Linked DNA regions of Mus musculus: region 1 is linked to region 2. A link is a contact called in public HiChIP or PLAC-seq data. All regions are on one chromosome and are shown on one strand. The core of a region is the stretch at or near the end of the contact, and the rest is flanking DNA. Distances in the headings are between cores, read along the strand shown.

Evidence for each region. HiChIP or PLAC-seq counts read pairs in DNA pulled down with a chosen protein or histone mark.
Region 1: an H3K27ac HiChIP or PLAC-seq map of heart atrium shows a contact between it and region 2, with 8 read pairs. The contact joins the enhancer-like site here to the promoter of 2610028H24Rik in region 2. A contact is called at or near these places in 7 of 39 promoter capture datasets (embryonic stem cells, frontonasal cranial neural crest, hippocampal neurons and 3 more), 12 of 484 Hi-C or Micro-C datasets (CD4 T cells, CD8 T cells, differentiating embryonic stem cells and 4 more), 11 of 115 datasets of contacts at active chromatin or transcription factors (bone marrow-derived dendritic cells, embryonic stem cells, extraembryonic endoderm stem cells and 3 more) and 4 of 9 other capture datasets (adipose tissue, embryonic stem cells, liver and 1 more).

The regions. Positions count from the first base shown.
Region 1 is chr10:76,483,560-76,486,259 of GRCm38.p6, forward strand. It overlaps Mcm3ap (minichromosome maintenance complex component 3 associated protein), which reads left to right. Exons shown (of 29, transcript NM_019434.3): 10 at 1,095-1,257. Among named protein-coding and RNA genes, the nearest start is that of Ybey, 16 kb to the left of the region's middle. Within about 2 kb of position 1,367, at least 1 of the 459 cell types and tissues checked has an H3K27ac peak or open chromatin away from gene starts, as enhancers often do. A contact at or near this core is called in heart atrium, where this site is marked.
Region 2 is chr10:76,447,712-76,450,411 of GRCm38.p6, forward strand. 2610028H24Rik (RIKEN cDNA 2610028H24 gene) reads left to right here and starts at 1,370. Exons shown (of 8, transcript NM_029816.2): 1 at 1,370-1,610. The coding sequence starts at 1,548.

The DNA.
Region 1 (2,700 bases), core at 117-2,616, 36 kb after region 2:
CGTAAGCTGAGAAGTCCCTTAGAGTTGTTGGCAGTTCAGCTTTCAGACTGCTTTGTTAGAAATACTAGAAGGATGGGTTAAATGAAATCAGAGTAGATCAGTTACTGGAGTGAATGGATTTGAAATGCAGACCTGACATTTCAGTAGATCTATAGGTGAGAAATACAGGGAAACTAACATGGAAAGCGATTCAGGAAGATGCCAAACATCCTTTGGCCACCTGTGTACATATGTGGGTGCACATAAATACACACAGTTATGTTTTCTGTTCTGCTGTTTTGCTAACAGCTGCCAATCAGTCGGCTAAATTATTCCTTACTTGTTTATCATCCTTTTAATTTGTCATTTTATTTATTTATTTATTTTGTTTCTTTGAGACAGGGCTTCTCTGTGTAGCCTTAGCTGTCCTTGAACTTATTCTGTAGCTCAGACTGGGTTTAAAGGCACATGCCACCATGCCCAGCTGTTTATTATCTTTTTAAGATTTTCATTTAGTATTGTTTTTAATTGTGTATAGTATGTGTCTGTGTGTGCACATGTGGAAATGAATGCAGGGTCCTGTCAGGGCTGGAAGAGGGTGTCTGGTATCCTGGAGCTGAAGTTGCAGGCAGCTGTGAGCCACCTGACATGGGTGCTAGCAGTCTAACTTGGCTCCTTTGCAGGAGAAGCAAGTGCTTTTAACCTTTGAGCCATCCTTCCAGCCCCACAGCTTATTATCTCTTTAAAGAAACACTTTTAAAACCACACATGTAAACCTATTAGAAGTTCAAAGCCATCCTTGTGACTACAGAGTGAACTTGAATTTCACCTAGGATACAGAAGATTCTGTCTCAAGTGAATGGATGGATGGATGGATGGCTGGGTGGGTGGGTGGGTGGATGGGTGGATAGATGATAGATGGACAAATGGACGGACAGATGAACAGACGGATGAAGACTGTAGAGTACCTGCTGAGTGTGAGGATGGCAGCTCTGGTTATAGAGCTTAGACTTTAGTGGTTTGTGTCAGACTTGCTGTCACAGGACTGCTGAAACCCAGTTATTATCAGATTGATTAAGACCAGTGTCCTGACCCTCTGCCTTCCTAACTTACAGAGAAGTGCAGCAGTTCCACCCTGACGTTAGGAACTCCCCAGAGGTGAACTTCGCTGTCCAGGCTTTTGCTGCATTGAACAGCAATAATTTTGTGAGATTTTTCAAACTGGTTCAGTCAGCTTCTTACCTGAATGCGTGCCTGTTACACTGTTACTTTAATCAGGTGAGTAGAGCCCCTGCTACCAGGTAAGAACAGGAACAACAATACTGTAGTGTTGAAGTGCTTCTCTGTCCTGCGCTCTTCCCGTGGGCAGCCAGCCAGCTGTCAACTCATGCGACAGGCACAGCCCAGCGAGGTGTTTCTGCTTTAATCTTGTATGATGGGATACCATGGCTCTCCATTAGGAGGGGCCATGCAGTGTAAACATGGTTCTGTGTCTCACAGAAGCCTTTGGAGTGACAGGTTTAGTTCATGAAAGCAAACCCCAAACCACAAATCCTATATTGTACAAAAGCCTTAACTTTGAAGTCATTAGTATTAATAACATTTTTGAGAGAACAGTAGCATAGAAAGACTTTGGAAAAAAACAGTTTTGGGGGGTGAGCTGTGTTTCCACTCTGCCCTGCTGTGCCTTGGGATGACAGAGGCCTTCAGAAGACCGCTGGCTCCTCTGTGGTGAGAAGTGTGAGCAGCAGCCGCAGCAGCAGCAGCACTCTGCCTTCCCATGCTGCCTCGGGTCTGCAGGTGTCTGCTAGCAGGAAGAACTGGGAGTTATTACAGCCTCTGATCACACCAAGTCCTGGAAATGCTGAATATTAGCACAGTTATAGTCTAGGCAAAGAATTCATTTTTAGGAGTTGTATTTTTTTTTTAACTTTTTAGTTTTTGAGATTATAATACAGTTACGTCATTTATCTCCTCCCTGTCCTCCCTCTAAACTCTCCCATGTTCCAGTCCTTACTCCTTTCCAAATTCATGGCTTCTTTCTTCATAAATTGGTGTATATGTGTCTATGTGTTTATGTATTAGTGCATCTGTCTGTCTGTCCACACACACACACACACACACACACACACACACACACACACAGACACCTTAATATAAGGATACCATGCTCAGTCTGGATAATGTCTGTAGATTTTCGGGGCTGACCACTTGGTGAGCTCTTCCCTGGGGAAGACTGTTTCTCCCACACTCAGCATCCTTTAGCTGCCTGTTGTTCTGTGTGTAGGGTTGGGGCCTCCTGGGCTTTCCCCTGTCCGCATTAGCATGTCTGTTGCTGTCCTTGTTGAACTCATGCTTAGACAGTCATGCCGGTGAGTCTTCATGAAGGTAGCTTCTGACTCTGACACAATCTTATGGCAAACCGCCTGGCCCTCCGGCTTCTACAGCCTTTCCTCCCGTCTCCCACACGATCCCTGAGCCTTAGGTGTGGGAGCGGGGTTGGAGTTGCACCCTTTGGCATTGGGTCCAACAACTCTGCATTTTGGTTGGTTGTGGTTTTCTAGAATTGTTTCCAGCTTGCAAAGAGACGTTTCCTTGATGAGGGTGAGGACGACACAGGACAGATATTTAATAAAGTGGCAGTTACAGGAAGATCCATAACTTCACCAGCCTGGGGAGGTGGCTAGGTTTCCTGTATCAGGAATTGATTGCCCTCTGTCC
Region 2 (2,700 bases), core at 120-2,619:
CGTGGGTTTACGGTCCTCTCTGGCGAGTTGAGACTTCTTGAGTCCCGGATTCAGAATTGGGTGTTTTGTGCAAACAAGAGAGGGAGCTAGGCTCCTTAGATGAAGGGGCCAGAAAGATAGCAAGATCAGACTTCCCGAGAACCACCAGAGCCCAGAGTCATACCTGAGTCTCAGGTTTTATGCAGTTCAATTTCTTACAACTGGCACGTGCCCAGCTCGCCTGTGCCAACATCCTCAGAAAGTTCTTGGCATGGAATCTCGAGAGAAACTCTGTAAGTGTAGTTCTTGGATCTTATTTCAATTTATTTTTAGTACTAAAAGCCATCGACGTAAGGAACACAGATATTCTCTCATGTGCTCCCTACCCTGTAAACATTTACTGCCCCTAGCAACTGCCTACCAAAGAGGACAGGACGAGGACAGGCATTTCACAACAGAGAAGCCAGTTAGCTCCTTCTAGGCCAGGGAGCCAGGGTCAGCATCGCAGGGGTAAGCTGTGTTGATAGATCGTACCTTCAATACTGCATGATAAGAAAAGCATTAATTCCCAGAAAGCCCAGTCAAACCGAGAGAAAACATCATCAGTGTCCCAGCTGAGCACAGCGTCCCCTTTCCTTTATTGGCCCTGTTTAGATACCCAGTCCCAGGCTTTGCTATCTCTCCTAGCAATGCCTTCTGGGACCAAGTAGCCACCATCTCAGGGAGTCTGCTGTTGCTTTCCTTGTCTACATATGTCCCTCTAACTCCCGTTTGATCTGTTGCAATTTCCAGGGTTACCTAGGCTCCAGGGTGTCGACCCTACCCTGGTTGTTTCATAAGTTCATAGGGTGATTGACTTACATCCCATCTGGTTTAGAATCTCAACCCCATATATTCCCCCCCCCTTTTAAATTCCTGTCTGTGTTCTCTATGCCAGTGCACTCTCTGTCCCAGGGTCCCCTTAGGCACTGCCTTTGACCCCTCTCTGGCCAAAGTCTCTGCCACAAAGAGTTTCCTGAAACCCTCAGGGAGCTCCTGTCTGATGGTCTCCTAGGTATCCAGCCACACTGCCTTTTTACTTTGAGGGTTTCAAGGAAGGACAAGAGTGTCCTAGAGGCAGTGGCAAGTGACCAGAATGGTGTGGTGTAGGTCTAGGGGCAATGAGGAGTCCTCCAGGAGTCTTCTACACTATCTCCCCGGGGTAAGCGGCATCTGGAGGAATCTGAAGTATTGTCTCCCTGGCCTTTTACCTCCCCACTGATCCGTGCCTGGCAACACCCGTGAGTCAGTGTTTACAGGTGACCCATTTGGGGACACAGAGCCAAGAAAGGACTCTCAGAGGTGTCCTGGCAACCCAGGACCTCCCTTCCTCACAGGCTAGCAACTGTCACAGACTTCAGGGCAGGCTCTGGCACTGTGGTCCAGGGAAGGGACCAGTCAGTCTCCCATTTACCTGTCTTGAGGCACCATGATCCCTGAGGGGGCTCTTTGTTATACATAACGAAGGGCCAAGGCAGAGTGAGGACTTTCAGTCTCCTACTTCTCTGCAGGCCCCTTATTCAGTTGTCATGACGTTGGACTCCTCGATGGCAGATCAGATGACCCGGCTGAGGTTACAACTCCTGGAACAGGTAAAACAGAGCCTCTCCACTACTGTTGTTAATCCCTTGCTTCACTCAAATCTCCCTCCTCTGCAGACAGCCAGGAGAAGTCCCTGCTTCTAGACCCTGCAAACCCTTTCCCTGCGTCTGGCTTCCTAATGAACAGCTATGGCTTCTTGTATGCTTTGTGTGTGTGTGTGTGTGTGTGTGTGTGTGTGTGTGTGTGTGTTTTCTAGCAGTTTCCAAAGTCAGGAGGCAGTCTGTGCCCACCAGCAAGTGTACTTCTAGGGCATGGCCCTACAGAGCTCCTGCACCTTCAGGCTCCAGTGTTTAAAGGGATACTCCTTACTGTGGAGACTGAGCCCAACTTCCCGGGGAAAAAGCTGGCCATGCCCAGTCTTCTCCATCTTTGCAACCATCGATGAAATTTGGAGTGATTTACGATCAGCAGCGTACCTGCCTGTGCACACAACTAAGCATAGTTCCCATGGGCTAGCTATCCCCCGCTTACCCCGGGGAGATAGCGTAGAAGCTCTGTACACTCTGCCTGCATTGCTCTTCTTCTATGGCTATCTATTTTTAAAAAATTATCTATTTATTATATGTGAGTACACTGTAGCTGTCTTCAGACACTCCAGAAGAGAGCATCAGATCTCGTTACAGATGGTTGTGAGCCACCATGTGGTTGCTGGGATTTGAACTCAGGACCTTTGGAAGAGCAGTCCATGCTCTTAACCACTGAGTTATCTCTCCAGCCCCCTGTTGCTATCTATTACCAAACCCCAGAATCCCAAATTCAGGGCCCAGGTGGCCCTGGATAGGCCCTGAGGGTAGTCTCTGCAAGGATTGCTACTCAGCAATCTGTCCAGAGCATCTCTCTCTCAGGATCTTCAGGGTAATCCTTGGGACTCATAAGAGAGCCCTCTTGTGGACCATCAGATCGTCTATCTTGGTTCCCATCACTGTGTCCCCATTGGGCCCCAGTAGGGAAACACTTGGAGTCCTATCAGGATACTCTGTGCTGTGCATCAGGATGTCCTACTGTGTTGTGTCTCTGCAGAGCATCACCTTAAGGTTTCCTCCAGGTAGCATCGTCCCTCTGGGTTTAGGATGGAGAGCG